Regions from separate parts of the Mus musculus genome. Here regions 1, 3, 4, 5, 6 and 7 are each linked to region 2. The links are chromatin contacts, called in public HiChIP or PLAC-seq, Micro-C and promoter capture Hi-C maps. All regions are on one chromosome and are shown on one strand. Each heading gives the region's core, a stretch centred on a gene start, on an enhancer-like site or on the middle of the called end of the contact. The rest is flanking DNA. Distances are from core to core; before and after follow the strand shown. Region 1 overlaps Map4k3 (mitogen-activated protein kinase kinase kinase kinase 3). Region 2 holds the start of Pkdcc (protein kinase domain containing, cytoplasmic). Region 3 holds the start of Sos1 (SOS Ras/Rac guanine nucleotide exchange factor 1). Region 4 has its middle 16 kb from the start of Gm33596. Region 5 holds the start of Map4k3 (mitogen-activated protein kinase kinase kinase kinase 3). Region 6 holds the start of Six3os1 (SIX homeobox 3, opposite strand 1). Region 7 has its middle 7.9 kb from the start of Gm33596.

Evidence for each region. Promoter capture Hi-C pulls out the DNA fragments that hold promoters and counts their contacts. A called contact is a pair of places that touch in the nucleus more often than the background predicts. HiChIP or PLAC-seq counts read pairs in DNA pulled down with a chosen protein or histone mark.
Region 1: a contact with region 2 is called in a promoter capture Hi-C map of liver, with 4 times the contacts expected there. The contact joins the enhancer-like site here to the promoter of Pkdcc in region 2. A contact is called at or near these places in 6 of 39 promoter capture datasets (the 3T3-L1 cell line, hippocampal neurons, liver and 1 more).
Region 3: a promoter capture Hi-C map of liver shows a contact between it and region 2, with 3 times the contacts expected there. The contact joins the promoter of Sos1 here to the promoter of Pkdcc in region 2. A contact is called at or near these places in 3 of 39 promoter capture datasets (the C10 cell line, cranial neural crest and liver), 1 of 484 Hi-C or Micro-C datasets (embryonic stem cells) and 3 of 115 datasets of contacts at active chromatin or transcription factors (astrocytes, embryonic stem cells and forebrain).
Region 4: a promoter capture Hi-C map of cranial neural crest shows a contact between it and region 2. The contact joins the enhancer-like site here to the promoter of Pkdcc in region 2. A contact is called at or near these places in 4 of 39 promoter capture datasets (the SN4741 cell line, cranial neural crest, hippocampal neurons and 1 more), 2 of 115 datasets of contacts at active chromatin or transcription factors (embryonic stem cells and stem cell-derived neural progenitor cells) and 1 of 9 other capture datasets (embryonic stem cells).
Region 5: a contact with region 2 is called in an H3K4me3 HiChIP or PLAC-seq map of embryonic stem cells, with 6 read pairs. The contact joins the promoter of Map4k3 here to the promoter of Pkdcc in region 2. A contact is called at or near these places in 5 of 39 promoter capture datasets (the SN4741 cell line, cranial neural crest, embryonic stem cells and 2 more), 1 of 484 Hi-C or Micro-C datasets (embryonic stem cells), 6 of 115 datasets of contacts at active chromatin or transcription factors (embryonic forebrain, embryonic stem cells, epiblast stem cells and 1 more) and 1 of 9 other capture datasets (embryonic stem cells).
Region 6: a contact with region 2 is called in a Micro-C map of embryonic stem cells, with 9 times the contacts expected there. The contact joins the promoter of Six3os1 here to the promoter of Pkdcc in region 2. A contact is called at or near these places in 1 of 39 promoter capture datasets (pre-B cells), 3 of 484 Hi-C or Micro-C datasets (all in embryonic stem cells) and 3 of 115 datasets of contacts at active chromatin or transcription factors (all in embryonic stem cells).
Region 7: a promoter capture Hi-C map of liver shows a contact between it and region 2, with 4 times the contacts expected there. The contact joins the enhancer-like site here to the promoter of Pkdcc in region 2. A contact is called at or near these places in 6 of 39 promoter capture datasets (the C10 cell line, hippocampal neurons, liver and 2 more) and 1 of 115 datasets of contacts at active chromatin or transcription factors (stem cell-derived neural progenitor cells).

The regions. Positions count from the first base shown.
Region 1 is chr17:80,657,727-80,661,294 of GRCm38.p6, reverse strand. The region is part of intron 3 of Map4k3 (mitogen-activated protein kinase kinase kinase kinase 3); the gene reads left to right. Among named protein-coding and RNA genes, the nearest start is that of Map4k3, 69 kb to the left of the region's middle. Within about 2 kb of position 1,549, at least 7 of the 459 cell types and tissues checked have an H3K27ac peak or open chromatin away from gene starts, as enhancers often do. A contact at or near this core is called in liver, where this site is marked.
Region 2 is chr17:83,213,670-83,217,270 of GRCm38.p6, reverse strand. Pkdcc (protein kinase domain containing, cytoplasmic) reads right to left here and starts at 1,988. Exons shown (of 7, transcript NM_134117.2): 1 at 1,167-1,988. The coding sequence starts at 1,805. It overlaps Gm34686 (a long non-coding RNA gene), which reads left to right and starts at 2,137. Exons shown (of 3, transcript XR_001782234.2): 1 at 2,137-3,601.
Region 3 is chr17:80,478,163-80,481,833 of GRCm38.p6, reverse strand. It overlaps Sos1 (SOS Ras/Rac guanine nucleotide exchange factor 1), which reads left to right and starts at 1,381. Exons shown (of 22, transcript NM_009231.2): 1 at 1,381-1,997. The coding sequence starts at 1,911.
Region 4 is chr17:80,823,365-80,826,937 of GRCm38.p6, reverse strand. No RefSeq gene overlaps it. Among named protein-coding and RNA genes, the nearest start is that of Gm33596, 16 kb to the right of the region's middle. Within about 2 kb of position 1,322, at least 65 of the 459 cell types and tissues checked have an H3K27ac peak or open chromatin away from gene starts, as enhancers often do.
Region 5 is chr17:80,725,803-80,729,381 of GRCm38.p6, reverse strand. Map4k3 (mitogen-activated protein kinase kinase kinase kinase 3) reads left to right here and starts at 1,357. Exons shown (of 34, transcript NM_001290345.1): 1 at 1,357-1,588. The coding sequence starts at 1,493. It also overlaps the pseudogene Gm9959.
Region 6 is chr17:85,616,340-85,619,843 of GRCm38.p6, reverse strand. It overlaps Six3os1 (SIX homeobox 3, opposite strand 1), which reads left to right and starts at 1,448. Exons shown (of 4, transcript NR_038085.1): 1 at 1,448-1,787. It also overlaps a transcript of Six3 not described here.
Region 7 is chr17:80,799,754-80,803,288 of GRCm38.p6, reverse strand. No RefSeq gene overlaps it. Among named protein-coding and RNA genes, the nearest start is that of Gm33596, 7.9 kb to the left of the region's middle. Within about 2 kb of position 1,483, at least 162 of the 459 cell types and tissues checked have an H3K27ac peak or open chromatin away from gene starts, as enhancers often do. A contact at or near this core is called in hippocampal neurons and liver, where this site is marked.

The DNA.
Region 1 (3,568 bases), core at 300-2,799, 2.6 Mb after region 2:
CAGCCGCACGGTATCAGTGAGATCAGGCCCCGAGCGTCAGACTGATGCCTTGGCACGCCTTCCACTTCATTTGGGTCTCATCGGTTTTCTGCTTGTGTGTTCAGATTGCAAGGGCATTGGGACTTTGGAGAACTCGAGGCTGTACTGAGGGATGCTAGAGTAAACGGATCGCTTTCTAGTCCCTAGGGAGAGCACGCTGGGTGGGACACCTGCCCTTATGCTTTTGAGCATCTATTTAAAAATGAATCAGGATTTCAAATTTGCCTGAGTGAATTAGCCCATATGAAAATATCTAGTGCTCGTTGACCTTTGTAGTTGCACACTGGTGACTTAGGATGAAGTTGAATCACTTTGTGGATGCAGTGGTGCAGGGATTGCTGGACCGAGGCCTCTCCCAGGGGGACGCAGCTGAGTGTGCTCTTCCAGCAGCAGGACCACACTTTTGTTTTCCTGTGTTTGTGAACAATGTATAAACCACACAAAGCTTATTGTTGTTAAATCTGTGGGATGTGGGAAGATGAAAAAATATGTTTTAGGAATAAGACTTTGAGATCAATGTAACAGTTGTTAGAACATTGTTTCCCTATAAATTCTTATAAACATCAGCCTGGAGATTAAAATAGTGGCACACATTTACTTTTATTTTTTTTATATTTATTTATTTATTTTTGAGTAAGGAAATTTTACAAAATAAGAGAAGGCTTCTAAACATTTATTGAGGCAGGACATCAATACTGGATCATTTAACATTGATCTTGTGGTTACTTTTATTTTAATTTAGATGCCTAGCCACAAAGACCCATATAATTTGTTGACCTGAGTCAAATGGGCCCATTGGCTCAGCCCCAGTCCTGTTGAACAGATGGTTCAGCGGTGACCTGCTGCACTGAGAGTTATCATCACAATGGAGACATTTGCGAGCAGATGGAGTCATTTTTCTAAGACATTCTGACTATTCAAGCTTTATTTATTTTTATAATAATGGATTTTAACCAAATGGAGTGTTATAAATGTTAAGCATTTTTAGCATCTTTAAGTAGTATCAGCATATATGGTCCATATTTTTTCTTTGCCTGTATAAACTAGAAAGTCACTGCATAAAGTAAATTAACACTGTATTTAAGTAAGATGAAACAGAGAATGTGGTCTTTTAAGTGGAAGACAGTGGCAGTGAATTGGAAAGACAGCAGACAACTGGTCTCCAGTTCATTTCTCTGCTGTGGAGAATTGTTTTCATACTGGATAGGGCAGGAAAAGCATTACTGCAATGGAGCTGCAGCATATGACAGGTGAGTAGGTGGTTACAAGGCAGCTCGACGCCTTCAGTGAATCTAAGCTTTAGATTTACGTAAGCTCACCCTGAACATTGGGCAGACGTGATTGTCATCCACTGTCCGTAGATGTCCTTTCTCAAATAGAGGGGACATTGAAGATGAGAGATAATCAATGATTAACTTACAAAAGGGAGAAAGACGACTTCTAAAAACTACAGTCAAATCAAATGTCAGCTTTTTCCTCAGCAAACGTCATGAATAAATTATTGATTGTGTCATCAGTGAGCACTTAAAAGTGGCAGCCAACCTGGCCTTTGTGGAAAGCAAAGCCAAATCAGCCCTTCTCGTTGGGATGTTTTTATTCTTACAAAAGAAAAGGTAATGACTTCACATTTTAAAGTTTACATTGAGTTCTTGGAATAATTTAAAGTGATTTAAATGACTGTAAGTTATAATATAAGTGAAGATCAGCCTGCAGATAGAGACATCTTTGTTAGATATTGATCCAACAAAGAATTGATAATCAGAATATATCTGGAACTCCAGGAATGGCAGGATAACGCAGTTGGCTTGCAATCACAATGACTCCAGCCCTTGAGACGGACAAAAAATACCAGGCCTGTTAGCTAACTTATAATTTCAGCGATAAGGATTCAGAGGCAGGAGAATCGCTGGGGCTTTCTAGTCTAATTGGAAGCTCAAGGTCAATGAGAGACCCTGTCTCAAAAGACGTTGACCTTATCCCCAAGGCTTGCACCCATGTTTGTCCTCTGGTCTTCACATACTTGTTCAACGTACCTGCATTAATAAAGGAAATGGAATATGGTGTTTCATTGACGCAGATAGGTGTTGGGTTCCATGGAGAATTTAAAACATGTTAGTGTAGTGACTTCTAGTTGGAAGTGCTCCTCTCACTTTTTTTAATTTTTAAATCTTATTTTATTATTTAACATGCTTGAGTGTTTTGCCTGTATGTATGTATGTATGTGTACCACATAGGTGTCCAATGCCCTCAGAGGTCATAGATCCCCTGGGGCTGGAATTATAGACAGTTGTGACCTGATACATGGGTGCTGGGAATTGAACCTATGCTCTCAATTAGGAACAAGCGCTTTTAACCATTGAGCCAGTTGCCTTCTGCATTTTGAATAAGAGCATAGTCAACTATGCTCTTAAAACATGGCTACTGAGCAGCAGTTGATATTTCTGTGGGTATATATATTTATTGATATGTACTGTATCAGAAACAACAGAAGGAATATATACATTAGCCATGGTGCTAGTCTACCCATTTCATTCATAAGGCACAAGGGTAAACTGTCAGTCTTAAGTGGTTTCTGATCTCTTTGGGGCTTTACTTTCTTACTATCAGCCTATCTGATGTTTCCATCCTGGCAGCTCATGAGGTTGCTGTATGCCACATGGTCTATCGTACATAACCAAGCCAATGCTTAGGTCTGCCTAACCCACCCACCCCTGCTGGTATGTTTACTGGTGCATAGCGAGCCAGAAACTCCTTAGCCCAGCCTAGGGAATAAAAGATCTCGTGGGGCTTGCTTGGGCATGGCTAGAATGACCCTACCCCCAGAGTTGGTGACAGGTGGCCAGGTGCTTACATAATGCACTCTGAGAGAAAACTGTTCCCTGGAGTGTTACAGTTCAGTAAGACAGGTACCCTCAGACGATCTTTGGTGAAATAACTCATCACTTTATTCCCTGTGGACAAGAACCTTATAAACATTTTTGGGGTGGGGTGGGATCTAGTAGATCTTCCCATTGGCTCAGCCTGAGAAGTTAGGAACCCCCATTTGCATGGGGAAGGACTTGAGATGTTGTCTCTACATGACTGATTGTCATGGTCCTCCTAGTGGGGTGTTGTGGTCACAAGCTCCAGGATAGAAACCTGACTGGGAGCTAGTTCAGACTCTTGCCGTTCTTAATTATGAGTTTTATTGGGGTTCTGAGCTTTTGGTACAGCTTTACCAGTTTTGCCTGGTGGCAGGGTCTGCTGCCCCACACACCACCATATTTGACTCCCTATTCACACCGACAGCTTTGCTTTATAATGCACTGTTCATGTAGCATCAGAATAGTGCTTGGTTTTAATTTTCAAAGAGATGTTGATAAACTAAAAATTATCCAAGTACTGAGGGGCCCATACCCAAGAATTGCTTTACAGTGTGACCCCAGCCTATTCTAGCTCCATCTGTGGTAATTGTCTCTTCAGGCAGCATGTGTTTTATTAGCCAGTCTCTCAAATATGGTGTCTTCTTTCCAGTTTCATTCTTTTGCCG
Region 2 (3,601 bases), core at 739-3,238:
TCTTTATTCTGTGGTCCACAGATCCCTCGAGGCCTGGGGCCCCCTTCTCAGTGCTGAGGGAAGAAAAGATGGACTGCTGTGCCTCTGGCCAGCTCTTTGGGTATAGAAAAGTGACTCTGAGGGTGGGTGGGTGGTATGGACAGCTGGGGGGGGGGTTGCACACACTTATGTTACCCAGCCAAGAGCAGTCAGGGGTCCCCTTTCAGTCACCTCACACATATGCATAGAGAGTAAGTAGTCTTATCCAAGGCAGAGAACTCAGAGAGGGGAAGTGGGTTTATGTTTGGATGGCGGTGGCATTGTGAAGGTCTGTTCTAAATGCAACCTTGGATGGACGAGATGTGGGGGTGCATCCTTCTTGCCTGTGCCCCCAATGAACAAGGACAGAGTTTCTCGCTAGGAAAGTATGCATCTAGCTTTTTGAACCGTCTAGCCTCTTGGCTAAGCACACTTGCAAGAGTGTGGTATTCATACTAGCAGACCTGGAGTCTTCTGGCCTACAATCCTGAGGCTTCCCCTGTGGTTCAGCTGGACCCACTTGAAGTCCCAGGGAAGCCTGTGGTCACTTCTGGGAAAGGCTGTGTATTTTCTGGCCTCTTTTATCCCTTTCAATGGCCTGTGAGCCCAGTGAGAAATGAGGGTCTCCCTGAAGATCAAGTCAGATCCATGGTCTCCTTTTGGGCCCCTCCCATACCCACTGAGGCTTAACATCACCTCCAAAGCCAGACGTGTCGCTGGACTTTGAAAAAAGTATGGTTCAGGCTCTACCAATATGGGGGATCCTATTTCTGCATCTGGGAGCTGACTGAAGCTGGATGTTGGAGTTGGACCTGAGGTCACTATGACTGGAGATAATACTCCACCAGCTTTAGCCAGCAGCAGGGTCCTCTGTGGTCACAACTCCTAATCACTGCCTTATCACCAGCTTGGGACCCTTCTGGTCCTTGCCTCTGTCTTTACGGGATGCGTTTAAGCTGGTACAGGGTTCTACCCAAAGGGTGAGAGACCCCGGCAGGGTGGTGCTGAGTGTGGTTCCCTAATCTGGGTTCTGCACCTAGCTGCAACTGGGCAGTCTTGGACGCCCTGAGACTTATTTACTCCGTAAGACCAAGGAGTCTTTCAGAGTGGCCAGCCAGCCCCCTCATCCCGGAACCCCACTGTCGTACCTGCAGCACGTTGGGGTGCCGCAGCCGCTCCAGCAGCACCATCTCTTTGAGCAGCTTGTGGGCCGCCAGGCGATAGCAGCCCCTTCGCGCCCCGAACTCGCGCACGCAGCTGCCCAGATCGTGGCCGCTGAAGTCCACTGCTTTAAGCGCCACCGCGGCGCCGCCGGGCAGGCGGACCCGGTACACAGCCTTAGTGTAGCCTGAGCCCACGTACTGCGCGCCAGACACGTTGCGGAGCGCGGCGCAGCCTAGGCGCGGGCCCGGGCCGGGGGAGCCCGGGCCGGGAGCAGGGGGCCAGCCCGGAGCGCCGTCGGGCGGGGACCGGACCCGCGGGGGCCGGGGACGCTGCAGGCCCGGCCCGCCCGGAGCCAGGTCCATCAGGCGCCGCCGCTCTGGCCGGCCCGCTCCCGGCCCCGGCCCCCCGCGGGAATAGCGCTGCACCTCCTCGTAGCGCTCCCGGATCTGCCGGGCCAGCTCCCCACGGCCCCCGCGACGGCCCGGGCCCGGGGCTGCCGAGGACCCCGGGGACTGGCCTGGCCGCGGAGGCTCCGAGCCCGGTGCGAAGAGCACGTTGAGGACGGAGCCCAGCAGGAAGGAGGCGCAGAAACCAGCGGCCACGGCCGCCCGCCGGCGCCGCATCGCTCCCCTCCCCCCGGCCGGCCGCGCGCCGCTCCCCGGCCCCGGCCCCGGCCCCGGCCCCGGGCGGCTCAGGCTCCGAGGCGACTCGGCTTCGCGCCGCGCCGGCCCCCTGCCCAGCCCGCGCGCATGGCCCGGGCAGCCCCGACCCCGGCCCCCGGCGGGCGGCACATCGGCCTGACACTTGCCTCCCTCCCGCCCTGCCCCCGCCGCTTATAAGGCCCGGAGCCACCCCCGCGCCCGCCCCTCCGCCAGCGCCTCCCCGCGCCCGGCCGAGCCAGTCCTCGGCGCCGCCCCCTCTGGCCGCCCGGGCCGGCCTTCCCCGCTGACTGACAGCGGGACCTCCTCCCGCGGCCAGCCGGGCCTGGGAAGCGGCGCGGAGGCGGCTCCGGCCCTGCCCGGCGCGCGGCCCCCCGAGCTCGGGTTGGGGAGCGGGGGAGGGGGAGGGGGCGGCCGCGCGCAGGGCTTCCAAGCCCGAGGCCAGGCTGGATAACGGGACCCGGAGGCCGAAAGCGGAGCTGGCCGACCTGGTGCGGGGAGTTGGAGGGGCGAGGCCGGCGGGTAACGGGCTCCAAGGGGCAAGCCGCCAAGGCCCGGGTGCGGGGATCTCAGGGGTACACGCTGCCTCCTGGGGGAGGTGGGGAGTCGGGGCTGCAGTGCAGTGCGCAGGGGTTCCTCCTTCTGCGGGTGAGGCTGCTCTGGGACAGCCCGGGTTCAGGGTGTGATGAAGGGCGGCGCACTGGGGAGGCTGCCCCGCACCTGCGAGAGCGCGAGGGGTGGGGACTGTGGTCTCAGAGTTAATCAGGAGGTTTCGGAAGAATTCTTTTTTTTTTTCAACTGTCTTCTACCAGGACTTTCTGATTTTCCTGGTTCCCGAATCCCCACATCTCGACAACACAGCTCCATCCCCATCCCCGAGAACCTCGATCTTTGACCCGCCAGTAGGGGGTCGGAACCGTATACAGCGAGTGCATTAGTGTCCACGCACATCTGTCTGTGGAATGTGTGCATCCGCATGTCCCGAGGGGCTACTGTGTCTCTAGGATGGGAGTGAGTGTGTGCCCTGTGTGTTAGTGCTGACTCCATCAGAACTTCTGGTCCCTCCTCCTCCCTCCCTGATTGCATCATTAGTGCTAATTGAGGGGCTTTCACACGCCAGTGCATTAGCTGTTTGGAGTGAGCTCCCCCCTCCTGCGAGATAAGCTGCCGCCCCTCCCCCTCGTGGCTCTCCACTTCCCTAGGGCACTGAAACTGTCCACCGAGGTCGTCTCACTTCCTCAGGCTCCCTCCTGCTTTGCTCTGGGCAGGAAAAAGTTATCTCTCTTCCTGCAGTGCCGTGGATTCGGCTGGAGCGACGGCATATGGGGTAAAATTTAGGGGCTGGAGAAAGAATCCAGAGCCGCCTTTCTGAGGGGCTTTCTAGGAAGGAGGGGTTTTCCCTCAAGAGGTCTCCTGTTCCTATCCAACGCAGGGAGGAACTCTGTGACAGGGAATAAAACTTGCGGCTAGCTCTTTTGGAAGTTCAGCCTGTGATCGCACTGAGGTAGGCCTTCTGGCTCTGACTGACTTCTTGGTCCCCTAAAACTCAGAAAGTGGGGACCATGCTGAGTTATTCGTCATGGGAAAGGCAGGTTGAAGGAGGCCATGATTCCCCCTGAGAGATTTGGGTGGGTTTGATGGAGTGTGCGCTATAGGTCTGTTCCTGTTTAAGCTGCCCCGCCCAGCTCTGGCCCATAGCTGCTGGGAGGTTGGGGAGGGGGCTGTCTGAGCAGATGCCCTCCCCAGCCCTCACACCAGAT
Region 3 (3,671 bases), core at 132-2,631, 2.7 Mb after region 2:
CTATAATAGTTGATTTGGTTCAGTCACTTAAGACCACACAAACCAGTTGTTGAAAATAACTGATATATCAGTTGTTCTCTGAAATTCCTTTTCTAAGTCCTTCCTAAGCTATAATTCCTCTGCCTTTCTCTTTAAAAAATTATATTTATCTTGTGTGTGGTGCACCTGCCATTGGCCATGTGTAGAGATCAGACGAACTTCTGGGAGTCAGTTTTTCTGCTCCCAGCGTTTGGGTATCTAAGACAGAACTTGGGTTCCCAGTCTTGGCTGCACCTGCTCTTTCCTGGCTGAGCCCTCCCACCAGCAGGTCTGCTGTTGTCTTACTACTCTGATGGTTAATGGATGGACTTCAAACTATTACTGAACACGTTCAAAATGAGGGGGACTTCTTTTTTTTTAAGATGCAAATCTGTACATGTATTATAAAAGGAAAGGCTTGTAGATTTCATTCAGATCCTAAGAGGTAGTCTAAAAGATGGTGGTTTCAAACATTTTTCATCTGTGAGATCTTGTTTATTGTACTACAAAACAGCATGGTTCTTCCAACTGTCTTCTCATCTATGAAATGAAAACTGAAAACTAAGACGTTTTACTAAGAAAGCGTTCAATGATAGAGCACATGTGCCACAGCGTTGCACAGTGCCACTACAGGAAGCAAGTCCATCCTTAGGATGGACGGACAATTCATAGATACTGCTTTTATAGCATTCTGTGATTTTCATATCTCTATCCTGGGTCCTGTACCAAGGCGAGGTGAGGGCTGGGGGGAAATCCCTCCCTTCCAGAAGCTAATTATCCAGTTGAAGCTATGAAAGATCCCAAGCAGGATGGACTAAATCCATAAATAAAAGCTTGTGGGTTTGAATAGACACATGATCAATAAATACTACACGTATGCGTTACGTCCTCATGGCATGGAAAGGCAGATGGAAACAGGCAATCTCTCCTCCCACTAGACAAACACTGAGCAGTCGGGCCTTTTGTTTTTTTTTTTTTTTTGTTTTGTTTTGTTTTGTTTTTGTGAGAGGGATCTATCTTTTGTGCAATCTGTTTAGTATACAGTGCATGCTCGGGGCACTCCTTATCTTCGTGCTGGGAACAAAGTACACACACCCCTTTTCTGAAACACAGGGCCTAGGATCTCCTAGAGCTGGATGGGCTCCCGGGCTGTGGGACCACACAAAAGGGGCGCTTCGCCTGCTCGCAGGCCCCCACACCCAGGTTCTCGGGTCGCGGGTTCGCCTTCAGGGTCCTTCAGCCCCGCCTCTGCGAGTGCCCTCCCCAGCCTCTGGCGCGCACCCCTCCTCATCCGCGGGCAGCCGGAAAACCCGGAGCGAACCGGCCCGGGCCAGCGGCGCATGCTCAGTTGCGAGCAGGTTCAGTTTGCTAGTAGGAAGCTCCGGCGCTACACCGGCGGCGGCAGCGGCAGCGGTAGCAGCAGCGGCGGCGACGGCCAAGCGGCCGGATTCCCCGGCAGCGACCTCGGGCCCTCCCCGTTCCCCACCGACCCCTGCTCCCGCTTCGTCCCGTTCTGGGCCTCTCGCTTGAGTTCCCCGCTGGCGAGCGGGCGCCACCGGCCGGAGCGTCCATCCACGCGCCGTCTCTCGGCGGGCCAGGCCGTGCCGGGGAGCGCAGCCCCGGCGGAGGGCGGCCCGGGGCGGAGCGGGGGGCCTGCCCCGGGGCGGTGGTGCGGGATGCCGCCGCCGCCGCCGCCGGGTTGCGTTGGCTCTCGGCGAGCGGCGCGCGTGTCGGGTGGGTGTCCGGCCGCGGGCCTCGCCCCCCAGACTCCTCGCCAGCGCTAGCCGGGCCGCGCGGCGCCCCGAGGGGGCCGGGCCGTGCACGGGCTGTGGCCCTTCTCCGCGCCGCGAGCCGCCGCCCCTCCGCCCGCCCCGAGGCGCCCCGCGGGCACCATGCAGGCGCAGCAGCTGCCTTACGAGTTTTTCAGCGAGGAGAACGCGCCCAAGTGGCGGGGGCTGCTGGTGCCTGCGCTGAAAAAGGTAGGGGCGCGGAACCCGCTTCCCGGCCGCAGTCCGCGCGGGGCTGGGCGAGGGTGGGGAGGCGGGGCGCCACTGTCGTCTTTCTTCCCGGTCTCGGATCTCGGGGAGGTCTGCTCGGGCTGCGAGGTTCCCCGCGTCCGCTGCTCCAGCTGTTGACACTCGCCCGGGGTGCGTGGGAAGGCCGCACACAGTCGGGGAGGGTTGGTCTGGATCATCCAAGCGCGGAGGCGGGGGTTGGAGGAGCCTCGGTTTTCCGTGGAGGTCAACGAAGGCCATTGCCTACCTTCTCGATCTTCCGAACTGCGGTCAACCTCTCGTTTTAGGAGTCCGGTACTCTCACTGGCTCGAAAGTGCCTTGGCCACAGTGCTTGCCTAAGTAATTGCGAGGTTGCCTGCCAGCAAGAACATGGCCTGCTCGGCTGTGCTCGTCCTCAGTCATAACTCCCCGTTTTCTTGACCCCCTCCCCCATTACAGCGGTGATGCACATGCCACTGTATTCAGATTGGTTCTTTTGAAGTGTCTGAGAATCTTTGAACGTCATTTGGTTTGGTGTTTTGCATCTTTTTATTTGGAAATGTTGCTACATTTTAAAAGCTTCTAAAGCAACTGTCTGTCCTTTGGTTAGGCATTTTGGATTTTTGTTTGCCAGTGGTTAAAGTTATTCGTGAATGTTGCTACATTTTAACAGCTTCTACAGCAACACTTAGTGACATAGTAAATACTGTACTAAGACATCTGAAACAGGTGTGCTTGAATGGATTTTAAAACAACCAGATTGGTTTTTGTTTTCATTTGCCTTACCTGTAGAAATTGTTTTACAATTTAATCTCCCATTTCTTGTTGCTCAGATGATTTTCGTGCTATCTTTGCTAAAATGCAGTTTTGTTACTACTGAGTACCTGGCGTTTACTGTGCCATTATGCAGAGCCTTTCTATTTTACCAGAAAGTCTTGAAAGGTATTTCATACTCCCAGAGGCCAGTACCTTTCAGTTTCTCGTCTGCCCTGTTCTCCCCTTCCCCTCTTGGTATGTTATGTGGAAACTGTTGGCTTTGTTGGAAGACTTTGCTTTTATCTTTCAGACTTAGGTTCCTGCGCTTTATCCTCAAGTGTCTCCCTACTTACAAACCTCTGTATGTTTTCTAAGAAAATCAAAGAGACCACCTTGTTGTGCATCCTTAATGACTCCATGAGACTTCAGTCCATTTCTACATTGGCTTTACCTGCACAATTGCCTGCTTAGCTTGGAGAATTGGAGAAGAATGCCTCATGATGCTAGAAGTTTGGTATTTTGACAGGACAGGATGAAGACAAAAAATTGATTTATATGTACAAAAGCTCTCATAGAACCAGTTTGAGGTATATGGCTTAAAAGCAATAGCTCCTATTCTAAGGAAACCTCCAAAATAACACTCGAGGCTCCTTTAGAATGGTAGACAGAGCATTGTAGAAGTTGGCAGACTACTCTAACTTGCCACTTGGGTGGTCCTTGCTGAAATCTATTTTGTGTGGCTGGCATTGTGGATTTTGTTTTGTTTTTCAATGTATGTAATTAGTCACCAGTTTCTTTTTTTCGAGACAGGGTTTCTCTGCATAGCCCTGGCTGTCCTGGAACTCACTCTGTAGGCCAGGCTGGCCTCGAACTCTGAAATACGCCTGCCTCTGCCTCCCAAG
Region 4 (3,573 bases), core at 73-2,572, 2.4 Mb after region 2:
TTCATGGTTGCACATTCCTGTAATCCCAGCAGGATATAGGAAGATCAGAAGTTCAAGGGCATGCTTGGCTACATATTAAGCTCAAGGCCAACTTTTGAGAACTGATCTCCAAGATGAAAGGAGCAAAGAAGAGAAGGAAGAAGGGGAAGAGGAAGAAGGCAGAGGAGGAAGAGGAAGAGGAGAAACACAGAAGCTAGAGTTGTAGATAAAAAAAAATTAAAATTAAAACAAAAACTGTGCCCTCAAATCCCTCGGGATTCATAGTTCTCCTACCCCACCCAGAAACTCTGCTCTCCAGGACTGGAGGGGGTACCCACACTCTCTGCTGTGCTTCCAGACCTCATCAGGGTGCCCATCTCTGGCCATGGCCCAGGTGACCTAACCAAGGTGCCCATATCTGGCCATGGCCCAGGTGTCCTTGAAAATTGAGAGAAATGTCAAGGGAAGCCAGATTCTAGCGAAAAGCTCCAGGAGGGGAAATTGAACGCAGCCAGGGACCCTAAAATCACGTTCTATTGCCGACTCCCATCCCAGCTTGGGTTTCCTGGCAGGAATGAGGAAGGACCTTCCCGGGAGGCTTTCCCAGGAGTTGGGTCTATTTGTTTATAACATGCTAGGTTATTCTTAGATGCAAATGTTTCACAAGGTCGCCGAGATAAGGCAGATACAAAGGTCAGACAGCCAGTCTTAAGTGGGGGCGGGGGGAGACACATGTAGAGTGGGAAAGAGACCGTACATTGTCTCGAGGCCTCTGGGGGCCAACAATGTACTGGGGTTTGCCTAGGGCTTTAGACAATTGCTCGGGTGGGAAGCAGGAGTGGGGGTGGGGCAGGAAGCCCAGAAAAGGCAGGGAGAAAAACCAGATGTGGTTGGTGTGAGTTACCCCAATAGAAAGATCTTTTCACATGAACAGGAAGAGGGAGGGAGTGCTACATAGATTATTCTTGGCACTTTAAATTTCTTTCCTTTTCTTCTTTCTCTCAACTCCTTTCAAATGGCCTGTGCTCGCTGAAAAAAATAAAAAAATAAAAACCAAACGCCAAATAAATTTTCCTTCTCTCTGCAGAGCTCCACGGGCAGACATTCTGTCACTGCTTGTTATGAAGTAATTTCTGTTGGCGAAATGTAACACACACACACACACACACACACACATGCCTTCTCTTCTCTTCTTCTCTTCCAACTCTGGCTGCCGTCTGCACTCCCACATCGTTGTTTGACAAGACGTACGTATCAGGTCACAGAGAGTGTTCTCTGCACTTTCCACCAGAGCCCAGGAAGTGGGGTAAAATGGAAAAACCAAGGAGAGCCAGCCAGCCAGGGGCGGATCACGAGCCCGGAGGCCCTACCACCCAGGCAGGGCTGTGCTGGCTCATTACTGTGCTGCTCCTAGAAACCCTTGCTGAGACCAGAGTTCCTTCAGCTTTTATTGTCACTATTAAGAATATTAATGGTCCAAGGATCCCGAAGGCCGATGAGCATTTTCTTGAAATGCTTTTCCCAGGGTTGAGGCACAACTCTGTGTGACACATCATTAAATCCCACTGGCCACTCACCCAGCAAGGGCAAAGAACAGTAGACTCCTACCAGTGAAACAGAGTACAAAGAGCATCCTTGCCAGCCTGCGCCTGTTGCTCCAATTACAACTGCAGCTCCATTAGCAAGGGGACCCATCACGGTAGCGCTCTGGGGTCAGCATCCTGAGTCCCAGATATAGAAATCTTATCTGTAATCCTAAAATGTGTTTAAGGGCCACACCCTTCTCCTCCTAGGAGATTCTCTCTGCTCTCTATTCGTTGCTTTGCAGCTGCTCTTTCCACATTGGCACTGGGAACCCAGTTGCACTTCTCAAGGTCTGGGCTCAGAAACGCAAGCTGCTTTCAAGCCCAAGGCCTCCACATGGAACTCTTCCTTAGGGTAGAGCAGCGCCACGACCGGTCAGTGAGTGAAATACAGAGGCTTCCTAAACCCAAGGTATCAGAGCCCATAGGGAGCCACTCCTGGACCACTGTTGGAGAGATCAATACAGCGACACTAAGCCAGCGTTAGAGAACAAATCATTCGACTCACAGATTGGAGCTATATGGATGTATGAAATAGCAACAAGTGCTAATTGCAATCACTCATCCTGAGATCTCTGCTATCAAAGCAACATGTCCTCCGAGGCTGATCTTTGGTGATGGATTCCTGAATCTTGTCTGGCAGTACCCTGCAAAGAAGGAAGCCGTAACCGGTTCCCCTGTGTGTCTATCACTAACCATCATAGAGCAATGGTTCTCAACCCGTGGGTCACAGCCTCTTTGGGGGTTGCATATCAGATATCCTGTGTATCAACTATTTACATTGCAACTCATACAACTAGCAAAACTACAGTTACAAAGTAGCAACAAAAATAATTTTGTGGTTGAGGGGTCACCACAATATGAGGAACTGTGTTAAAGGGTCACAGGCCCAGGAAAGTTGAGAGCCTGTGGGCTTGTTTGATGTCAGCTTGACAGAAGCTATCGTCTTCTGAGAAGAAGGAACCTCTGTGGAGGCCCTGAGAAAATGCCTCCTTAAAAGCAGGTTGTAGGCAAAGCTATAGTTTTTTTTTTTTTAATTAGTGATGAATGGAAAGGGCCTGATCCATTTTGGGTGGAGTCACCCCTAGGTTGGTGGTCTTGGGTTCTATAAGAGAGCAAACTGATCAAGCCATGGAGAAAAAGACAGTAAACAACACTCCTCCATGGTTTCTGCATCCATTCCTGCCTCCAGCTTCCTGTCCTGACTTCCTTATAAGTCAAATAAACACTTTCTTTCCCAATTTGCTTTAAGCTTGGTGTTTCATCCTAGTTAAGACCACTGTATATACATAGCTAAGATCCAGTCCAAGGTCAGGTGGCCCGATTGACTTGTGAATAATGTCAATATGTCTGGGAATGATGTCATTTCATGACAGAAGGACATCCAAAGCAAACTATCTATATCACAAGCCAAGACCAGGGATATGAGCGCACCACTAGGTCCCACCTCCCTCTCAAAAGCACAACTCCCACCAACTTGAGCCTCTCTCATAAAGCTGGACTTCCTGAAAATCCTCAACACCTCTGGCATTGACCCCTGGGGATCAAGCCTTTAAGCCATGACCATCTTCCACATATTACCCAACACAGCTTCTCATTCCTCATTCCTCAGTTTCAATAATGACCAAGGCCTCCAGAGGGTGTAATAGGCCATCTGCATTAAAAATACAGATGCTTGGCATGGTGGTCACAGGACTAGAATTCCAGACTTGGAAGCTGAGGCAGGAGGATTAAGAGTTTAAAGTCAGTTTCAGTTACATAGTGAGACCCTGTCTGAAAGAGACAGGAATAGACAGAGAGAAGAGAAGGAGGGAGAAGAGGAAGGGTTTAAAAGACATAAAATCATGATGACATACACTATGATACACAGTGATACAATGATATACACACTGGTACAATGGTATACACACTGATACAATGGTATACACACTGATACAATGGTATACACACTGATACAGTGCTATACACACTGAAACAATGGTATGCACACTGATACAATGGTATACACACT
Region 5 (3,579 bases), core at 108-2,607, 2.5 Mb after region 2:
TTTAGCCTAAAGAAGACAAACAGTTCTCCGCCCACAGCACAGGCAGAAGGCAGGCCTGCTCCTCAGCCCCTGCAAGTGCCTTCCACCGGGAGGAAGCGGGGAAAACCATGCCTCGTCCCGAGGAGCTCAGGATAGCACAGCCTTAAGGTTTATCCTCAATTAATCCTGTGACGTGCACTCCTGGGGCAGAATTGCAACCCTGTCACAATCTGATGCTTTGGGATAACTAAAGTGCTTGGATGACTCCACGTATGGTTTGGAGCACACAATTTGGGAATTTAGTCAATAGGTAAGTTTACTGTAAGTAACATGATAGAAAGGTTTTAAGGTTTGATGAGACCAAGTTTCTGAGAAGGAATTGGACATTAAGGCACATTAGTCTTTAGGTCCCTAAAGAGATTAGAAAAGCATTTTTAAAGCAAAATATCCAACAGAGCGCCAGAGTGGACCTCGCTACAGCTTTTGGAAATGGGTAGTAGTTAAGTTTACTAAGAACTCAACATTGACCCTTCCACTGCCTAAGTCCTTTCTTAGCTAACTTTTAGCAGTCTGGACGTAATGCTGGTTATCTGGATCTTATGCTGGGTGGAGCTCTGGGCAGGTAATGTCGCGGCTACGTAGCTTCCGGATGGTCACGTGTTTACATTTCAGGTGTGGGAATAGATCCCTGTCCAGGCCACACCCTCTGCAACCACCCTCGTCTCAGGGTTGTCAGACAGCTTGCGTAGTCCCCGCCCCGGGCTTTGAAAAATCCAGCCTTCTCCCTGGACAGAGGTCAATCACGGCTTTGGTTCTGCACTGCTTCCCGCCCACTCCCTCCACGGATTTCTCCCCGCCCCTTGTTCTCTCTGCACCCCTGTCAAGCCAACCCCAAGAGCCCAAGTGTCACTGTCCCCCGAGGGTCTTTCTCACCTTTCTGATGGGGACCTCCTCCCCTAAACCTAGAAGAAAGGGTCGGGGCTCTCGGATGTACTTGCTCTTAGAAAGTTGGGGAATACCGTCTTGTGCGTGGCAACTACTACCTGCTGGGGCTGGGGCTGGGACCACAAGCAGCGAGTCCAACTTTGTTACCCGGAGTCTGGCGCGTCCGGCGTGTCCCGACCGGGCGCGCGAGCCGGGGGCGCGCAGGGCCCGCCGGGAGCGCGCGGCCTCCGGGATGGCGGCTGCGCAGTGGCGAGCGGGGCCGGGAACCGGAGGGAGGGCGTGCGGGCGGGCGGAGCGGAGCGGCGGGCGGAAGCCATGTTGGAACTGCACCCCGAGCGAGGGGCTGCGGGCGCGCTCCTCTCCTGGTGGGTGTGACCCGGCTCGGCGCGGCGGCGGGGGGCGGGGACGCCGGGCGGCTCGTCGTGGTCGGCGGCGGCCGCGGCGTGCAGCCGGGCGATTGTGACCGGCGGCGGAGCCGGGCCGGCCGCGGGCGCTCCCTCCGTGCGGCCCCCGTGAGCGCCCCCCCTCCCCGGGCCGGGAGGGAGGTGGGGGGCACCCGGGGCCCGCCATGAACCCGGGCTTCGATCTGTCCCGCCGGAACCCGCAGGAGGACTTCGAGCTGATCCAGCGCATCGGCAGCGGCACCTACGGCGACGTCTACAAGGTGAGGGCAGGGGCGGCCGAGCCGGGGCCTGCGCCGCGGGGGACGGAACAAAGAGGCAGGCGTGGGGACCTCAGCCCTCGGCGTCCTCGCCGGAGCTGTGCCCGGGACGCGCGGGTCTCTGACCCTCCCAGGCTCTCCTGCGTGCAGTCCCGGGAAGGGCTGCGGCCGGAGCCGCTGCGTTCCTGGGAGGGCGGAGCGGGGCTGGGCGCTTGTTGCCTGGGCAGGGTCTGTGTGACGAACCCCGGTGCTGGGGCTTGGCGCTTGACAAACCTACGTGCCTCTCCGGGACCTGGGATCATAGGCCCCGGTGGCTGGGAGCTACTGTCCGCCCGGGCCTGCTGGATCTGTCCTAACGCTGGGCAGCCTCCATCGACAGCTTAGCCTTTAGCCTCTTAACATCTGCCCGTGCTTTAGCCTTTAGCCTCTTAACATCTGCTTGTCAGTTCCTTGTAATTTTCCAAGTAGTCATGTTTTGTAAAAAGAGATGGGTTTTTGGAGGCAAGACAGCAACTTCGAGGTTTTTTTTTTTTCCTCCAAAAAGAATTGGATAATGGGGTTTGTTTTTGTCAGTGACACATAGGAATCAGATATTTTTCCTTTTCTTTTTCTTTCTTGTGTGTGTGTGAGAGTCGAGTATCTAGGAAGAGTATTGGTTTGACAAGGTTAGAATTCAGAGCTCCTTAGCAGGACAGCGTTTCTGTTGCAGAGGGATCGCTTCTAAATGTGGGAGGATAAATCGTTCTTCCCTGGCCAGTAAAACTCTTGGCCTCGCGGAGTCTGCCAAGAAGGGAGGCGGATAGTGCCAAAGGTGGCAGCAGTCTTGATTTAGTTGCCTATCTACTTACATGGTAACTGAAGTTGGGCTCCTGTTTTCCAGAACACCTGAGGATGCCCAGAGTATGACTTGGAAAGTTTAGTTTTCACTTTATTTTTGCCCACGCTAAAGCAATGGGCTTTTTATTCTTGCCTCAATGGAACGCATAAGGTAAGTTAGCCAATACCTCAGGTCTTTTGTGAGTGATCTGCTTGGCTTTTGTGAATGATCACATAGCACCACACTTTCCTCTGTTGACAAAGGTGTGTGGAGCATAACTCCAGTGTATAACTTAGCAGCCACGTGTTGATGAACTAAAGACAGGAATGGACCCAGATTTATTTGAAGTCTTTTTTTTTTTTTTTCCTGGACAAGAACAGCATTAAACAGCAGAGTTTCACTTCATTCCAGTCGTATTCTGTGTAGAGAGGACGTCAAGGGTCTGGCAAAGGTTGCTAGCACAGAACAAGAGGGCTGGGTTTGTCCCCCCTCCAGTCTGGCAGCTTCTAGCCAAGATCTGGAAGATGATAAGGCCTTGCTCAGGGCAATGGTGAGAGGGGACGAAGCCACGTAGAGGGGTCATGATCCGAAGGCCACAGACACCAGTGTGAAGCTGAGAAAGACGGAACCTGAGCAGCCACAGGGATCCTGGATGTGGACCCTGGTTCCTATAGACCTTCTAGCTGTGGGACTTAGGGGAGTCCTGCCAGGGAGGTGAAATTAGATAAGGATTTTCCCTTTCGTTTTTAAAAGTGTGTGTGTGTGTGTGTGTGTGTGTGTGTGTGTGTGTGTGTTCACACAGAGATGTCCCTGGAGGCCAGAAGAGGGCATCAGATCTCTTGGAGCTGAAGTTGCAGGCAGTTGAGAGCTGTCTGACATGGGTGCTGGGAACCAAGTTGGAGTCATGGAAGAACAGCCGGTGCTCACAGCTGCTGAGCTGTCTTTCCAGGCCCCATTTCTTTCTTTCCTTTTGGTTGTATTTTTTTGGTATACAGGATTTTGCTGTGTATCTCAGGCTGACCCGAAAGTCATAATCCTCCACCTGTGTCCCCTGAGTGGAGGTGTAGACATGCATGACTGCATCCAATTTAGATTTGGACTTCTGGGCTGAGGCTCAGGCTTGCTTGAGTTAGATCTACAGAACACACGAAAAGTGTAATGAGGATATCAACTTCAG
Region 6 (3,504 bases), core at 199-2,698, 2.4 Mb before region 2:
AAAGATACAGAAACTTTAGAGGCCACCCTGAGTAAGCGCCCAAGGCCTGAAAGCTCATAATGTAAATAACTACAATACATAATTAAAGCCAAAATTCTCCATACATAAAGCAATATCATAACCCTGAAACAGACTCCCCTTGTCCAAAGAACTCAGAGTGTCTTTCCTGCCTGCGGCTACCACAGCCTCTGGGCCAGGCCCGGGCATTTATTTATTCTTAGGTATGTTGCTTGTGAGAAGTTGTAATCTGCATCTTGAGGCCGGCCTCCCTTTGTGAGGCTTCTGTAACTATGGAAGTGTGATTTACGCAGATTTGTCCGGGTCAGAGACATCTTTCCCTACGCACTGTGTATATTTAGACAGGATTCGGACTGGTGTTAAAAAGTGTATATGTTGAATGGATTCACACACAGTAGCTAACAATGCCCACATTGTCGGCCCATGTACAACGCGTATTGAAACGCAGCGCCCAGACTTCAACTAATCTGCCCTCAATAAAGCTGAAATAATTATCCTAAGCTGCCTTTCCAGAAGAAAAATCATTGAGGAATTCAAAACTTTTTTTAAAAAGATCTTTTCTACATTCCGATGCAGATCTGGGGGCGCGGCGCCGGGTACACACCACTCAGGAGAGCTCAATGAGGGAGAAGTGGAAAAAAAGAAGTTGTGGGAGAATTTAAACGTGAACCCAACTGGAGGCTGGAGCCAAAATGGTCGCAGGCCCTAAATCTCAAGCTCGGATCTTTCTTAGGCCTTGATCCGACAGTGCCAGGTTTTAAAGGGCCGAGGAGTGCAAACTCGGTTTGAGGGTGACACCGAATGTTTGGGTTAGGCTAGGGGACTATACTGGCTCTTTAGCAGGGGGCAGCTCAGGGGCCTAAACTCGCTGACCAGGGCAGAATAATGTTCACCCTAAAAGGTAGATCCGTCGAGCCCCACTTTTGGCGGTCTCTCTCTCTCTCCAAACATCTTCATCTGCACCAGGAGTGCTTTTCCGCTCAACTGCAAGGCTCTGGGCGGTCGCTCTTTGCGGGCCCAGAAAGAGCCCAAAGGTTGGGACACAAAAACAGACACTTCATCTTTTCTTCCGGACCCCTTTCTCTTGTAGGGGGAAGGATTATAGACTGAAAGGTGGGAGGGAGAAGGGGCAGGAGGAGGAAGCAGGGGGAGGAAGGAATGAAAAGGGGGAGGGGAGTGGGTATTGTGCCGCGTGTGGAGGGGGAGAATTCCTACGGGTGGGTTTCCGAATATTGTGTTCAACTTTTTGAAAGCAGCTCGTGACCCCGAAACTGCATCCCCCGGAGCCGGGGACCCAGGCGCCAGGCGGGCGGGTGAACCCGGCCAGTCCCTCCCAATCCCCGCAACCCCCCGCCTCCGAGTGGGGGGGATCCAGGCCTGGAGGGAGGCTGGGCAGGTGCCGAGGGCTGTGCCGACAGCGCTGAAATCGAAAACCCTCGCCACTCATGAAGAACTGAGGCAAAAGGATCACAGATGCTGCTCGGGGCCAGCCCTATACTCCCTCCAGTGCCTGGTCTCCGGTGGACCCGCGGGGCTCTGCAGTTCTCTGGCGGCCGCGCCTTGTAAGCGCTAAGCCGGGAGGAGGGCGCAGGCAGGGCGCACAGCTCTGAGCGCGACCCTACCCGGCTCGGGCCCGCAGCAACCCCGACTGTCCGAGAGCCTCTCCCCAAGCAAGGCTCTGCGCCGCCCTCTGAGCCCACCTCCTGGCCACAACGCTGCCTGCGCTTCTCCAGCCCAGGCCGGAAGCCCTATGCTGCCTCCCGAAGCCGGTAAGTTGAGAGTCCTGAAAGCTGAGCAGGGAGGCGGGGCGGGTGGTTCCTGATGCGTTTTGTAGGACTGGATCCCGCCGAGGCTCCGCAGGGTCTTGATCTAAAAGGTTTGGGTGTGTGCATTTTTGGAGAGGGTGTCTGTGAACCTCTGGAGTCTCCCCAAAATCCCATTCGCTGAGCATTGGTGAGAGGAGCTGGTGCAAAGGACCCAGGCTGCTTTGCTCCCTGATCTGGGGTGGGTAAAGCGAGGGCTCGGAATGGAGCCCAGGGCACTTCCAGAGTGGGTGGGATGCTGAGCACCGCCTGCACTCCGATACTCTCAGAGCCACAAAACCCTAGGGGATTGGCTTGTAGGGCCTCTAGATCTCTTCTCTCTCTCTCTCTCTCTCTCTCTCTCTCTCTCTCTCTCTCTCTCCTCTCAGACTCAAGGACTGGGGACTTGGTGGATCTATGGCATTGGTACCCACAGAGGTCACCTGCACAGATAAATCTGTCGCCACCCTTCAACCCTGGCCTACCGGATCTGCGGGGAGAAATGCAGCATTTGAATTGGGGAGTGTTCAGTCCTGCTCTGCGGGGCATTTATTTACAAATATCAGCTGCAACCCAGCCTTGATAACGTCTCATACAGTCAGAGGACTTTGCGGGAAGCACACTTCCTCCTTGTTTGGGGCTACAGGGAAAGCCCAGGAAAGCGAGTCCCAGAAGGCCTGGGACAGCTACACCCAGTTCACCCATGCTCAACCCGGAACAGCCGACCCAAACGGTCAGGAAGGTTTGTCCTGGGGGCAACGCCTCTTCCGGGCTCTAGGACATTGGAAGACAGAGAGATTGCTGGGTAGCGGGTGGTCTGGGCCTCCCCGCAAGCTGCAAACGAAGGAGCTTGGAGCAGACCGCCAGGGAGGGCGCAGGGGAGCGCAGTACTCAGGCGGAGAGGCCCCGAAGCCCTTCAGGGACTCCGATTACTTTCCTTTGAACAACAACAACAACAACAACAAAAACAACAACAACAACTGCTCCCTCCCCCTTATATCCCCTCCCTTTTTTAGCCTCCGGGCACCAGGCTTCCACGTAATTGTCCTTCTGGACAGTAAACACAGCTCAGTTGCCTCAACTTTCCTGGTGCATAAAAGTTCCCGGCGTGAGGGGAAATTTGAATATTTGATCAGCCCCTTTGAGTGACCCTCATTAGCCTGGCGCCCTGCTAAGGCCCCACCATTGCAAAAAAGCTGCTGGGCCCGGCATTTGTACGCCTTGTTAGCGCTGCTTAATGAAGCCGCCCCGACGGCTCAAAGGCGGCCTCTGGGGCCGGCAGCGCGCACCTCTCGGCACCCCGCTCTGCCTAATGAGCCCCGCCGCCCGCTAAAGGCCCTTCCACCCCCCACATCCTCAAACAAGAGGGGTTTGGCTCCGTCTAGGACCTGAACACCTCCCACCACCGGGCCCAGGAGGGTGGGCACAAACCCAGTCTAGCTGGCTACACGGTGATCTAGCCCCTGGAGAAAGAAGCCAGCTACTTGGAGTATGCAAGCTAAAAATGGTTGTGTGAGTGGGAAAGTAGGGAAGTGGATTTTACAGCCACTAGGTCTAGCTCACCCGTGGGTACCACGAACTTTCCCCCACAGGGCCAGCTGTAAATCAATTAACCAGCCCAGCTCCTTAAAGGTGCATCTGGACTAGTGTTAGAACGTCAGAAGGGCTGGTACACAGGGGAGGG
Region 7 (3,535 bases), core at 234-2,733, 2.4 Mb after region 2:
GTTAAATCTGGTGCCTTTCTTGCTAATTGTTAACGGCCCTCAACTGTACATTAACCTAATCTGGAGTTTTCTGTCCAGAAATAAATAAATAAACTGAAATAAACTGTATTTATTTCATGTGCCCTAACTAAGTTCAGGGTCAAGTTACATGACTCTGACAGCATGGTTGGTTTGTGGGTTTGTTCTGTTTTGGTTTGTTCTGTTGGGGGGGGGGGGCACGTGTCTTATAAACATAGCTTGCAATCAGAATCCATTTTTGTTTTCTTTGGGCTCAGTAGCTTCTCTTATCACCATTGTCATCATAAGAACGCAAACTATTTATCTTGTTTGTCTGATGTCCATAGTAGGGAAGATGATCTCCTTAGGTCTGGCTTTGTCCTGGGCTCATTGTCTACAGGCAAAGGAAAGAAAGGGCGAGTTTGCTCCAAGCCACCTTGGGAGTTCGCCAAGCTTTTCGTGACTCTGCTCACAGCCACACACAGTTGATACGACCTGCACTGACATTAAGCTCCTATCTTGTAACAGGGCCCATATTCCCTTTCCAAGAATAAATCCCGGCTTATCAAAACATTTTAAAAACCTCTTTCATAATACACAACACAATTTGAGAGAGTGGCGCAGAGTGGCTTTGCACTCCAGGACAGGTGCCGAGCGCCAGAAGAGCGGCGCCTACTTGGGTCCCATTCTCACCAGACCCCCGTTGACTCTCTCCCTTCTTTCTCTCAGTAGCTTATCTATAAGCCAGATGTCAACAAACACGCCAGACTCTTTATCCTTCAATCTGTTTGGCATTTCAGAAACGCTGAGAGTTAAGCACATTTTCTCAGAAAACCTACTTTCTGATTGCCTGGGGACAGAAGGGTGAGGGGGCCCTTAGCCTCAGTGGGATACCTGTTAGAAGCAGATATCCCACAAGCCACCTCACGGTGTTTAGACTTCAACTGGTTCCTAGCTTTTTTCAGGAAGACAGATGTACAGAGTCCCATAAAAATTAAAAAGCCTGGGAAAAGCACAAGCCCCGAGTCAGAACGGAGCTATTGAATAATGGTCTCTTCTGGAAGTCCGAGTGGGCGCTTTTTCTCGCCCTGCTCCTGGGGATGAAAGTGAAGTCTAACCATCTTTGCAAGAGTGACTAATTCCCCATCCGAGGGCCTCCAGCTTTTTGCAGAGCTAATTACAGGAATGGTAAATGAAGGTTCTCTGGAGGTGAGAGCTGACAGAAGAGGGAAGATGGGAAAAGTAAAAAATCAAACCCCTAAGCGTTAGTGGATTGCCAAACAAGGGGGGGGGGGCTTTCTGAGGCTGAGGTAGAGGCCAACCCACCCCCAGGCTTCCTTCAGACACTTTTTTTTCCTTCCTCCCTGACTCATCGGGTTTCTTCAGGAACGCCTGGTGAGAAAGGGATTATGAAGCAGGCGAGGGAGCCAGCCTTTTTTGGCAGCAGAGACACACTTTGGTTTCAGATGCTGAAGATCTTCGAGAACAGACTCCGTGTGCTGGCGTTCTAGGCTGGAGTCCAGCAACAGTTCGACCGCAGATGAAGTGCTTCAGATGGTTGGCGTTGTCAGCCAGAGCCTCGAGGACTTTCCTGGGGCTACACCTCTCCAGAAGTTTGAAGATGTGGGGACAGGTTTGCCTTTCAGAAACGTGCGAATGTCACCAGCTGGGAGTGGCAGATGCCAAGAGCCGATCTGAAAACAGATCTCCATCTGGCAATGGGCTAGGCTTCCTGGGACACAGATTAGAATGCTTTGTAACCAAAGGGCGGAAGCACGAGTTTAGATTTGCACACATTGTTCCGGTCTTTGGGTCATTTCCTGCCTTTAGAATTCATTTCCTTTCCAGGTCCAACAAAAGTTTGATGAAGGGCGAGAAAGAAATTTCAGGAGAGGGTTTGCCACTGCTTTAGTTCAAGCGGGGGGTGGGGGCGTGGGGGTGGGGGTGGGGGGTGGGGGGGCAGTTCTGCCTCTATGCCCAAGGTCGGCGCCTTCTGTGCTCCTCCTGTCGGCTCACCCTGAGCCAGGATGGAGGAAGGCTCAAGGAAGGGAACAGAAAATAGAGAAGGGGGTCATCGGCAGGCGAGTCCGATGAATCCACTTGTTTCTAGAAAACAGGACAGGGATATGGGGGAGGAGGGAAACCCACGCGGTTTTAGGCAGGAGTGCTCTTCACCCACGCTCCCTTCAAGGACATAGCACCCCCACCCCCGAAACACACCGAAAGGTAGAGGTTTAAAGCAACTGCCACAGCCTGGTTCCTGACCTTCCTGAGTCACCCACATGCCAGCCAGGTACACTGGACGGTGAGGTTCGCTACACAATGACTTGCTTTGTTCTATTTCGCTCGTTTTTGTTTCACGTTTTGTTCCAACAAGGATTTCAGGCAGCAATAATAGCTTTTCTGGCCACACTCTTTTTAGGGTTGTTTTGAGCACTTTGAAACTGACACGAATCCTTACTGGAAAATGTTTCTGCAGATCCCAGCATGCCCTGAACACACTGTAGTTCTGCTGTGCACAGCACACCTTCACCCCACCACCACCACACCCACTTATATAACACACTGCAGCGTGGACCTTCTGGCCTTGGGGACTACAGGGACCCGACAAACTCAAGGCAGATCTGATGAGCTGTTCATTTCTCCAAAAAGTTTTGGCTCTGGACCAGTGGCTCTTGACCTTCCTAATACTGAAACCCTTTAATACAGTGAGTCATGTGGCCATGGGGGTCACCACCCACAGGTTGAGAACCACTGCTGTCAATCGTGAGCAATACAAAATCTAAGCCATGTAGTTCTAGCCAGGATGTACTTACGTGTTCTAACCCTAAGTCTCTCTAGGCTGTCAGCCCATACATCACATGCTATTATTTTGCTACATTCATCCATTTGAACACAGCAACTTACAGAGAGAGGATAGTACAATTTGGTGACCAGACTTTATCATGATATTGCAGAGCCCCACAAACAAAATCTGTTACTTCCCCATAATTTAAGGTCTGTGCTCAAGGCCACCATTGCCACCACCAGGAGAGGCTGGCTGTGAGGGGTGTCTGCCTTGGGCCATTGGTGCCATTCAAAAATCAACACAGCTGACTTTCTGAATAGCTCATTAGTTGTTCAGAGAGATGGCCTCCTATGACCTTCGTTGTTATCGTCCCTGTGGACATTTAGTAAGTTATGGGAGAAGGTAATGACTAGGAGAAAATTGTTCTGTATCAGGGTCAGGAGCACCTGTCTGGCTTGGGATGTGACAAGGGGCGTGTACTAATGGACCTGAAGGACATTAAGCTTGCTCAGAGAAAAACAACACAGCACAACCCCATTCATGGGTGAATTCTAAAAGTGTGCTCTCTAAAATCAAGAGCAGAATGCGGGTTACTAGAGACGGGAGGAAGTCAGAGAGGGAGGGATAGGGAAGGGCTGGTCAAAGGATAGTGGGTGTCAGCCAGACGGGAAAAACAAGATCAGAGTTTCTAGTCAAGGATACTTATGGATGGTATGGATGGTAGACTGTGTAGTCCCCCCAAAAGCTAGA